Linked DNA regions of Oryzias latipes: region 1 is linked to region 2. The links are chromatin contacts, called in public Hi-C maps. All regions are on one chromosome and are shown on one strand. The core of a region is the stretch at or near the end of the contact, and the rest is flanking DNA. Distances in the headings are between cores, read along the strand shown. Region 1 overlaps LOC101160196 (ephrin-B2). Region 2 holds the start of LOC101160196 (ephrin-B2).

Region 1 (6,148 bases), core at 1,908-4,407, 39 kb after region 2:
TCAACAGTCCAACACGGTGGTGGTGTTGTGGTAATATGGGGCCGAGCATTTTTGAGTATTTCTCTATTCAAATAGGAAATCGGGAGCAGACAAACATTCAAGTCGTTTGAAAAAGACGTGGCAAAACGCGGCGAGCAGAGCTGGAATCTGGCTCATAACTGACAGCACTGGTGATGCTCGACAGTTTTGTTGCACCGCTAATGTTAGATTGGCGGTGTGAGGGGCTGTAAGCTAGCAAGATGGGTGACGGGAAAGGGGGAGGGGGGTCATGCCCACAACTCCAAGGTGAATTTCTAATAGACTACAGATGAAACTATGTCCTAGAAAATGACTAGGGTTCTTTGATTTTGGCTGAAAATGGCAAAAATCATAACTAAAAGACCCCGGGGAACACTTTTAACGACAGGTCGGAGAGGGTCTTTAAACCCGTCTCCCTCTTCCCCCGTTGCGGAAATCAGACTTTTAGGGTGGAGGAAGAAGTTATAAACAGAGAGGGAAAAATGAGGAGAGAAGGAGAAAAGGTTGGGTTTGAGCCCCAAAATCGCTTCAAGATGCGATCCGGAGAAGCTGAGATTGTGGGAGGGGGTTGGTGCTGCTGTGGGGGAAGCCGATGGAGGCCAGGCTCCCATTTTCAATGGTGGATTAGGCAGAGCTACAGATATACAAGCCTCCTTTGGGGACACACACAGAAAACGCACACATATCCTTTGACTGCTTCTTCGAAATGTAAATCCTTTTCCATACCCTGAGACGTCCCCCCCCCCCCCCCCCCCTTGATTTAAACTTTTTAACTGCATTCCCAGATGTTTTCTTTAAAGAACTTCCAGCACCAGAAACTATAAGAGTTTAGGAAAGTGTTTGTTGTATTCATTTCATCAACTTTCAGACAAATAACTGTAATAATTGGAGTTGGAAGTTGGGTTTTCTGACTTCTAGGAACTTGTACAGTACATCGACATTTTAGCTTTCATACTTTAGTTTAGGTGTCGGCACAAAGGTGCATGTTTTCCTTCATTGGACGTGTTCCAACATGTTTTTGTGAACGAGTCCCGACAAATCAAAGTAGCAAATGGAGACGAATCTTTAAGAGACTTCCTCAAAGATCTTTTGAAACTCCTCCTTAAAACTTTTAGGACTTGACCGTAGATTTTTCATCAATAATTCTAAAAATTGCCTTTAAATGTAAAATTTCGACTCGACTAGACTTGTAGAACTTTTCCTTTGTCGCTTTAGATTTTTGTTTTAAAAATCAGGCAAACAGCAGGTGTTTGTCTAGTGTTGAACTCATTTTTAACACACCCTTAAATGGGTTTTCTTAAACTCTAAAGTAACTTACTGTCAAACTAATCCAGTAATTTTAGCTGTAACCCTTGTGCTATCCTAGGCACTTTAACATTGGGAGTTGGGTCATCTAGACCCACTAGACAGTGCTCTGAACCTTTTTTCTTCAATGATTTGTGATCTTCACTGGTGTCCATGGATTACATGAAATCTTTCCACCTTTATCCACCTTTGTTGTGGTAGGGAGAACACGTCAATGCAAGGGTTAACCCTTTAATACTGGAGATATCATTGGTGACGCCAAATAACAAATAGTCGTCAAGCTACCGCAACTCTTCAACCGTTTATACAATTAATGTAACGCCAACTGATTCTGACGTGGAGAAAAGCAGCTCAGTGCCGTTATACAACACATTGGATTAGCTAATTAGAAGTAACGGAATAGAAACACATTTTTTCGATTAGGGTTAGATCCATTTAGCGAAACAAAACCGTTAAATAATGTTGTATGGTTACACTACCCAGAATGCCCAGAGGTGCCAAGAGAAGGGGGGATTTGTCAGATGGGGGTCAATGCGACATTTTTACTTGTGAACTGCTTCTTCATGTTTTTCTCCACGATAATCAGCCTTCACAGAGAGCAACACAACAGATAAGTCATTGACATCAACTCTCAACATTGTTCAGTAGTAAAACTTACTGACTGCAGTACCCATAATGCTCCCACAATCTATGAAGCGGTGCGGCTTCATAGTTTACCAAAGTCAAACTTAAACAACTGGACACATTTTTGAGCGTCATGTACCACAGGAAATGGGTTTCAGAATTCCCACATAAGGAACACTTTTGATTAAAAAAAACGAAAACAAAAAAAAGTTGGCCCCGTGGTCCCAGAGACCCGGTAATTTCAAACTGTGTCAGCTAGCAAAGATTATGGCGAAAAATATTCAAGTTTTGCCAATGAAGTATACGAGTGATTTCACACCGTCATTTCAAAATAACTGCATTTGCGCCACTTTTATTGCTAGTTTACTGTTGATCTGCAATCACACTGTACCCCTAACATACCAGGGTTCACTTGCAAGTAAACACAGGCTGTTTTATATATTTTTTCGTGGACAAACGTTTGCTGGTTTGTTGAGTTTTCACACCTGCCTAAAAAAAAGAATATAGTGTGGTTTAGACCGAACATGCTTGGTGTAAGGCCCCCCCCCCCCACCCTTTAGTGCCCTCAAAAGTCTTAAGGTTAAGCTTTTGGTTAATTATTCCAGACGTACAAATATGTGGTTAAAAGCGAGTAATAACCTACGTTCATTTTCTTTTGCTTGCTTGATTTAAAAGAAGAAAAAAAGTCTCTGGGGGCCCACATACTTGGTGGCCCCGGGGGCCCCTATTGGTTACATTGCACTCCTGACACCGTGGCCCGGTGGAGCTTAAGCTAAGTCGCCTTTAGCTAACGTTTCAGACTCTCTGCACCCTGTGGCCCCTGCAGAGGAAAAACGAACACACACATACATGGGTAGGCCTATCAGGTCACACATGAGAAGGTGTGTGTGTGTGGGGGGGGGGGGGGGGGGGTCGTGCACAGCCTCCATGCATGAATCCATGTGGACGCCCCCAAACACACACTTTAGAAATGAAGGTGACCCACGGCACGGCAGGTCAGCATCTCACCTCGCCCCCTCCCTCCCAGAGGGATGAAGAGTAGAGGTTTGCATGCGGCACAACCGTCATGTCTGTGCGTCCCGCCGCGGCCTAATTCAATTAGCGAGGTGTTTGGAGTGAACGAGTGGAGGACCTTTCTCACACTCGATGCACATAGCAGCTGCCTCCGTGCGTGCTCGCCCCGGCGCACTCATGCAGGCGCTGTCGCAGGCTATCACGGCCGATGCTGAGGAGCCGGGCGGGGGTTACAGGGAGTCTGCAGGCCGCGGGGCCCCCAGGGCGACCTCCAGTTTCTGCGCACGTGAAGGTGTATACGTTTGCGTGTCGGCACGCACACACGCGGACACGCGGAGCTGTCAGAGTGCGCGGGTCTCCGTCAGCTAACACCTCCACCACACCAACCGTAATGGGACCAATCCAGACTGCTGTAAATTACCCAGAGTACATGCTGAAAACAGGGAGGACGTTTGGGGGAGGGGGGAGGCAGGAATAAGAGGTGGTTTAGAGAATGGAAAAAGATTAGGGATGCTGTGAGGGAGGGGGTGAAAAACTATTGCCTAAGGCCATGAGGGTTTTTTTTATCAAAAAAATGAATGAATACAAATAAATTCAAGACAAGTAATTATTGCAACATTTAAGCACGATGGTTTTTGATTCCAAAAATGCCCTGAAGCTCAAAAATGTACAACAAAGCTGTAGGTGTGTTGAGACAAATCATGTCCAGTAATTTGACTCCAGAAAAATTCTGATTGGTCAGGCATAGCTCCGCCCACAATCTGTACGTTAGTTCCATTGACTGTACACGAGAACTGGACAGAGTGCGTGTGATGTCACCCATAAAATAACTTCCTTCCTTAATTTTCGCCATTTAGACGCCGCCGCGTCGGAGCCAGACATCGTCAATAGGCGGGATTTGTCGGTTTGAGGCAGTGTTTCTACGGCAACCACTCTCGCCAATCAGGAGTGAGCTTGTTGGAAGGCCACACCACTGCGGCTTAAAATCGAACTACCGTAAATTCCGGACTACAGAGCGCACCCGATTACAAGCCGCACCCACCCATATTCACGTGTTTGACTGCTTTTATACATACACAAGCCGCGTCAGAGTACAAGCCGCGCATGTGTTAGCCGATATTGTCATCCTGACAGATCACGCCCAGCATCCCAGAGTGAGTGCAGTTCATTAGCACATTGTGGGTGGTGCCAGCTTTGCCTCTGGGTCACGTATTTGAGTGTATCGACATCTGTCAAACAGCATGGACCTATATTCTGTTCACAAGTCCCTCAGTTATGGTGTTTTTATTTCATTTTTTTTTTACTTATTGACAATCTAGGTATCTAACATAAAATTACAAACAGTAACCATATAATCAACATTACATCCCTCAGTTATAATGAGGAAATTTACATCCGCGATTCCACATTTCCCATGAGTCTTAGGGGCTAAAGGCGGGGCCAACGCCCGGCTCGCCATTCTGTTGTACGTGTTTAAGAATTAGCAAGTAGCAGCAGTGCATGGAGGGGTGAACGGGAAAAGCTCTCCTTCCGCTTGTGTCGCAGCAGCGTTATGGGAGTAACAGGACTGGTTAGAAAACACAACGGTAAAATAAAGCAGCGGCGACTGAAAAGCGCGCGCCTCAGCGTGATACGCGCGCCTCAGTGCGGCGCGTGCGTCAGAATTCAGAAGCCTCTGCACTCCGCGGACGCCTCTGCGCTCCGCTCCCGCCCCGCGCGCTCCTTGTCTCCCCTTCCTATCTACTCCGACACCTCTGGCCAGGGCGGCTTCAGGGAGGGGCACTTCTTCCCCGTTGCGCCGGTGGATGGAGCAAATCGTTTCTGTGCAAAGCAATCGGACTTAATACTGTACGTTTTGTGTATGAGGGGCGGATGCGTTGTTACGTGTGGGAGCCATCAGACTGCCATCGGCCCCGCAGCTCAATCAGCAGGAGAAGATGTCTCCAGCTCACACGGAGGCTGTGAGTTTTTCAAAGCAAAATTCCGCTTTTACGGTTTCCTTAGACGATTGCTTTTAACTTGAAAGCTTCATCATAATGTAGCGGCGATCACGTGCACGTTGGGTCTCATGGCCCCAAAGGATTCTGGGATGCGGCCGGGCATGCGTGTTTCGTTTTGTTGAACCATGACTGAAGTGTCTAAGACCTGAAGTCAAGTCCATGCTGTTTGGCTGCTAAGAGGTGTGTTGAATAAAAATGCCTCGTGCTTGGTGTTAGATGGAGAATTCAAACTATTCACTGAGTTCGAAAGTACGTACATGGCGGCCGCTAATTAAATCCATAAATTAGCCGCGTCACTGAATTAGCCACAAGGCTGTAAGCGCAGGAAAAAAGTAGCGGCTTGTAGTCCGGAAATTACGGTACATGAAATCTGTCAATCAAACAAACGTTACGAACCAGCTGGCACCACCTACTTTTATTGAGGCATCTGATTGGCCAGTTCATAACTTGAATAATTAAGTGGGAGGGGTCACTCAGTCCAGTTCTCATTTACAGTCAGTTAGCAAATACTGAACCCCTTTAGCTCCAGTGTCGACACTCTTTGAAAAGAATTTGACCTTTTACACAAATAACGCTGAGAAAAGCGCTGATTAACGACAGTAATGTGCAAATTTAATGAAATCCCATAAATGGTTGAAGAGTTACGTCAGTTCAAAGAGCGTGTTTTTTTCCCTTACAATTGTAAAGGGTTAAGAGCTCGCTTGCTATCAAAACTGTAAAAATACTGTAAATTATTATCATTATCAATAGAGTTTAGTATATTTTATTTGATTCTAAGTATTTAACATCCCAATTTAAATTAGTCAGATCTTTAGCAGGATTTAAGAGAATAATGGTCTAAAAAATCTTAAATTGTGTAACTCAGCTCCAGCAGTTTGATCAGGCTCCGCCCACCCAAATGATGTCATCACTGAAATAAGCAAATAATTACATGCAACAAAAAAAATTACCTCTACAGATAAAATCTTATCGACAAAAGTATGTAAATACCTTTAAATGTAACTTTTATCATGCTACCAACAATGAATTTGTAAAAACCTTTATTTAAAAGTGCTCACAGCACAGTTTTCATTGTAGAAAAAAAGAGTTTTTCCTTGAAGACAAAGTGTGCCCTGATTGGTCAGCTGCAGTGGTCTGATGACGCTTGACTTAAAGCTGGTAAACAAACACATTTCAAACCAACTTAA
Region 2 (5,705 bases), core at 2,976-5,475:
CAATAATTGAACCCTTTCATGTTCTCTTTCCGTATTCTTGCAATCGTGCTTCACTAATGAGTTTGTAGAAAGAGGCAGTCCTTCAAATCACGATGATTCGTAATTTTGCGTATTGGGGCAACATATGATCCTAAGAAACGTACGGGCATCCCGCTTTGGCTCAAAACAAGGAGCCAAAACCAGAAGTAGAGCGTCCAACGCCGTCTCCCAGGCAGCCTGTAAATCCCTGCGCTGGAACGACGGACAGGAGTTGGACAGGAACGCTCACTTTTTCGTCTATTCGCTCTTCCAGCAGCTTCTCAGATGGACCGAGGAGGAAATAAATGATAGCTTTGGGCGAATTTTGTTGGAAAGGAAAACAAACTTAAAATGAAACCCATTTCAGGGTTTCCAAAACATTTTTTTTGCCTCTTCTCTGTGGCTGGAATTACTCAGCTGTCAGAGAAATGTGTAGTTTGCGAGGAGCGGACCGAAGCTCCGACTTTAGGCCCTTTGATAACACGCGGTCATGCGTGTCTCTGTTCAGGGCTGCTCTCAGGTGTCCAATGACAATAGATTCTTTTATTTGTGTCCATCCATGCAGGAGCTCCTGCTGGCAGGGAAGGATGTCAGAGGGAGACTTTGGACTGTCACTTCTAATCAGTGTTCACTGAGACGAAGCAGGAAGGACTTCATTTCATTACATTCTTCTCACTTGTTCATTGATTTTTTTTTTTTTTTGCATCGTAGTTTGGTTATGAAATTAGTCATAGATTTAGTGGGAAAAGACAAAAAAAAAACAAGTGTTTGCATTCGAGGTAAAAAAAAAAGGAAACGTGTGTTTTGCTAGCACACCGGGAAACCGTGTAGTTCATTTTCCTCTGGAATTTTGGTTAAAACGGTTAGTCACCTTGTTTCGGTTAACCATGTAACGGCGATGCTAGCGCACGCGCTTTGAGTTATCGTAACTCTTCAACGGTCAAAATAATTCCAACGGATTCTAATGCTGAGAAAAGCTTTTTTTTGCGCCGATATGCAATGTTGGCGCAAAACCAATATGCCAAACCACTTTTCTCCGCATCGGTACCCGCTGGAATGACGTTAATTGGTTGAAGAGTTATGATTTTTCAAAAAAACGCCAACATCAGAGCTAAAGCTCTAGCGTTAAAGAGTTAAACTACAAGAGAATGCTAACATTCGAGATAAGTTTAGCCTTGGTAATGATGCTACGCCGCGTATAGCTAATGTTGCAGTTCATGTAAGCGTGCAAACGGGAACTGGTGGTCATAGGGTCAGCCTGTAGGGGGCGTGAACGGGGAGGGTCTCTGCTCTGTTCTTGTGGGGATCAATCATAATGCTTATTGATCGATCTTCTTGGTATTGTTTTAAATTTCCTTTATTCAATGCCGTTTTTTTTTGTGCCTGTCGCTACATTATGGTTTTTATTTTTAATTTGTCTTGATGATTGGGATAATTTAACAAAATAAACCAAAAATATTAAAATATAAAAAAAAGATTAGAGGCCTGTAATTTTCATCATGGGTAAACCTCAGCTATTAAATACAAAGTGACAAAAAAAATCCAGAAAGTCAGATTTTTTAAAGATTGTATTTGTAAATTATGGTGGAAAATAAGTATTTGGTCAAAATGAATAGTTCATCTCAATACTTTGTTATATACCCTCTTTTGACACCGATAGCAGTCAAACGTTTTCTGTCAGTCTTCAGAAGGTCTTCACAAACTGTTGCTCGTTTTTTGGCCCATTCCTCCATGCAGATCTCCTCTAGAGCAGTGATGTTTTGGTGCTGTTGCTGGGCAACACAGACTTTCTACTCTCTTTTTTTTTTTAACTCTCTAGGTTTTTTTTAACCAATTTGACTATTTTGGGTGTTTTCTTTCAATCAGCAGATCCTAAATTCTTTATTTTGATCATACAGCAAATGAAAAAATTAGTTTTCTAAAAGGGTGAACGTTTTTTTATTTTGTAATGAAAAGATGTTTCTGATCTAATCTGTGAAAGAAATGATCGTAAAGATAAACAAAAATAAATGCCATGAAGACCAGGATGTTGCTTCAATAAGTCCAGGGAAAGACAGTTTCAAAGAGGTTAAGTAAAAAATGAAAAACATCAAAGGCTGAGTAAATCTTAGCCGTCCCAGAATGCACCTGGTTTCAGTCAGGAGGTCAGATAAAGCGAAGGAATCTGCACCTTCAGCTCCGGGGACGTCGTAACAGTCAATAACGCGGATCCCCCAGGGTCGCCAGATGCTGAGGGATGATGGCGTGCAGCCCCCCCCACCCCCACCCACGGATCTGCACCACCATGCATGCGTTTGAATTTCCCCCCCCTTCAGACTGCAGAGGTGTGCGTGTAATCCCTGCAGAGGCTCACATTAGCCCTGCACTTACTGTGATTGTTTAGGTTCTGTTGGAGCCGCCGAGGGTGGGTGGGTGGGGGGGGACGTGGTTGTGAGGAGGAGTTAAAGGTCGACGCGGTAAATGAGGTCAGCCCAAATAAACGAGCGCCGTTGCGGGCCATGATGGAGCAGCAGGTGGAGGAGCCACCAGCAGGCGATTCCTGCCAGCTCCACCTCTGTCCTGCAGAGGTCACTAGAGGTCATCAGAGCAGAGATGTTAGGCATGTGAGCCGACTCCGTCTCAGCTCCATCGCCAGCAGGCACAGCTCGTCTGCTCTGCCGCAGTGCCCTTGAGCACGACTCCCTTCTTTCATGCGCAGCTCTGATGGCGCGTCGACTTCCCCGCCCGTCCTCTGCTTCTCTCTTATTTCCCCCGGCTGTGCGGCAGCAGCAGGAGGCGGCGGCGGCGAGCTTCCAATGACAAATATGAGAAGTTCCTGCCGCCTCTCGTCTGCTGCTGCTGCAGCTCGGAGCTGATGGGAATCAAACATGGCAGAGGTGACTCTGGGGTTCCGCTGTGGGGAAGTCGATGAATCTAAGACAAAAAGAAGAACTTAGTGATTTAAAAGAGCTGAGGAATACTGCTGGAAGAAAAAAAGATTGTTTTCTGCAGCAATCAGGTTTTTGCAATTCCTCCTTCCTTCTTGTTTGTGCAGAAACTTCGCCCACGCCTCAAATGCAAAAGCCTAACAAAATCAGCACATGCCTAGTACCTGGTGAAAGTGAATTTTTGACATCATCCAGAACATTTATCTGGTTCTTTTGAAACTATTCATATGTAGCTTTTGCAGTTTTCTTTGGATCGTTGTCTCACTGGAAAATAAATCTTCTCACAAGCCGTAGTTGTTTTGCAGACCGAAAAGGATTGTCCTCCAAGATTTCTGTGTGTTTTGCAGCATTCGTTCTGCCCTCCATCTTTACAAGCCTGCTGCTGAGAAACATCCCCACACCATGATGCTGCCACCACCATGCTTCACAGAGGGGATGGTGTATTTTTGATGATGTGCAGTGTTTGGTTTCCGCCAAACATGTTGTCTTGTCTGATGGCCAAAAAGCTCAATTTTGGTCTCATTAGACCAAAGAATCTTCTTCCACTTGATCGTGGAGTCTCCCGTCGAGCTCTAAGGTGTGTCTTCTTCAACAGTGGCTTTCTCATTGCCGGACACCACCAACTGAGATCACATGTCAACAGTCACCAGTCTTGAGTCCTTTGCTGCATCCAAACCTTCCTTTGAACCGATGTTGCAGCGATCATCACTAAATTCGCCCAGGCTGCAACAAGGGTTCTCCTCTTTTTCTCCGCCGTACGAGACCAATGTTTAGCTGATTTTTTTGCTGACTTTTCAAAATAGTGTGGAAAGCAAAACACTGTATAATTTTTCAATCCATTGTATTATTGTCGGTATCCATTGGAGACGTTCAGACCCGGAAAAGGAAGTAAAACGAGTGTTGTTTTACTTCCTTTTCCAGGTCACAACATCTACGTTTGATATTCAGCATTGTATAGTATAAATGCAAAAATCGGATATCGGTCACTTTTATAAGATGATGTAAGCGGGTCGTCAGAAAAATCAGATATAGTCAGAAAATCGGATATGGGCATCAAGACCTGCAGTGTAAATGCAGCCATAAAGTCAGGAGTTTGCCTCCTCAGATTGATGTTTCTGCTCCTGGAGGGCCAAGTGTCTGAGACGCATGCGCCCTTTCTGCCACGAGGGGGCAGTGCAGCTCCAGCTTTGACTCCCCTCCATGTACCTGTCTGCATTCTCTCAGTCCCAGTCTGGCGTTAGTGGTGAGACAGGAGTCCTCGGAGGGAAAGGAGTTGGTTCATCAGCAGAGATCCTCGCCGCTGAGCTTCAGCCTGGAGGTCTGAAGGGGTTCGTGTTGTCTGGACTGCACATGCGCCCTTTGTTCCTTCATGAAGTTGCGGGAAAAGTTTTTTGCTGGAGCGTCAATTCTGAAGTGTTGTGGGGTGGGGTCACCTGCAGGTCTTTGACGCTGCGTTTACCCACAATCCTATAGGATCACTGACATTTGCATAATACATTTCTGACATTTCTCAGTGATTTGTTGTCATGCGCGCCGCTCCTGAGTCGGTGAGGGCGCTCTTGCTCTTCTGTTGGCGCGCCGCAGACGCACAAAACAAGGGAGTCCACAGGTCCGAGTCCGAGAGGTGTACGGGGGTGGGTGGTGGTGGGTCTCCGGGAGACTCTTAAGAAGAAGACAGGAGGTGCTGAACGGGACGCGATACCCCCCCCCCCTTTGTGTGTGTGTGTGTGTGTGTGCGCGCAAGCCTGGGAGGCGCGCCGCGCTCCGTCAGTGCGCTCTGCCTGCCAGTCGGAGGATGGGGATTTTTTTCTCCCATTTATCCACGTCCCCTTTCCCCTCCTCCTCCCTTCAAACAAGCCAGTCGGTCTGTCAATGCGCCGCGAGCGTTAAGGCGAGTCAGAACGGTGGGATTTCGAGCAGGACAGACGGATGAGACCGCGCACGGGAGCGCGTTCCTCCGACCACGCACCTCAAGCGACGCATCCCGGACTCTCAGCGCGCATCATTACTTTCTTTTTTTCTAGATTGTTTTCTATTTTCATCACTTCTTGACATTTCATGTGTGTGTGTTTTGTTTTTTCCTCCTCAAATTCTCGGATTTATCCCCAGATTGGATTTTTCTTTTTTTTTTAATCTTCTAAACTCTCGTGAAAGATCTGCGGATTTACAGCTGGATTCTCGTGCGCACGGACTGAAGAGCAGCATCTCTCCACGAAGGATGGAGCTGTGGACACGAGTGGCAGCCGTCTCCTTCTAAACTTGCCGACACAACTGGATCCTTCGAACCAAAAACGAACATTTTTTATTCCTTCTTGTGTTTTTTATTTTATTTTTCGGGAACCTGGAGATGCGTGAAGGAAGACCTCCTACAAGGTAATGGGAGAGAAATCCCTCCGAGTCCAGCAGAACAACAAGGGAACACTGTTCGGGAGAAGACAATCAGGGCGCACCGAGTGGAATCAGAAGTAGCTTTTCTTTTCTTTTCTCTTCTTTTTGGGGGGAGAATCTTGTGGAGTATTCCAGGGAGGCTGGTGGATGGGAATGTCATGGGATTGAAATAGCACCTTTTGGAGATCCAGACGGTTGAAGTAGAAAAAGTGTCCTTTTCCCCCTCCGTCCACCTTGTGGATCCATGTGGTTGCGCGCAGCAGAATCTCTGCGCACACTTTGACTCCTCTGCGGCCGATCGGCTTTGTGTGGAAGCGTCCCCCCCCCCCCTCCGCGGCTGAAGCGCAGAGAAACACCAGCGAGCTCTCTCCC

The links. A called contact is a pair of places that touch in the nucleus more often than the background predicts.
Region 1: a Hi-C map of embryo shows a contact between it and region 2, with 1.9 times the contacts expected there. The contact joins the enhancer-like site here to the promoter of LOC101160196 in region 2. A contact is called at or near these places in 3 of 5 Hi-C or Micro-C datasets (embryo and gastrula embryo).

What each region holds. Positions count from the first base shown.
Region 1 is chr18:6,333,459-6,339,606 of ASM223467v1, forward strand. The region is part of intron 1 of LOC101160196 (ephrin-B2); the gene reads left to right. Among protein-coding and RNA genes, the nearest start is that of LOC101160196, 39 kb to the left of the region's middle. Within about 2 kb of position 3,158, at least 3 of the 8 cell types and tissues checked have an H3K27ac peak or open chromatin away from gene starts, as enhancers often do. A contact at or near this core is called in embryo, where this site is marked.
Region 2 is chr18:6,293,771-6,299,475 of ASM223467v1, forward strand. It overlaps LOC101160196 (ephrin-B2), which reads left to right and starts at 4,226. Exons shown (of 4, transcript XM_023949033.1): 1 at 4,226-5,705.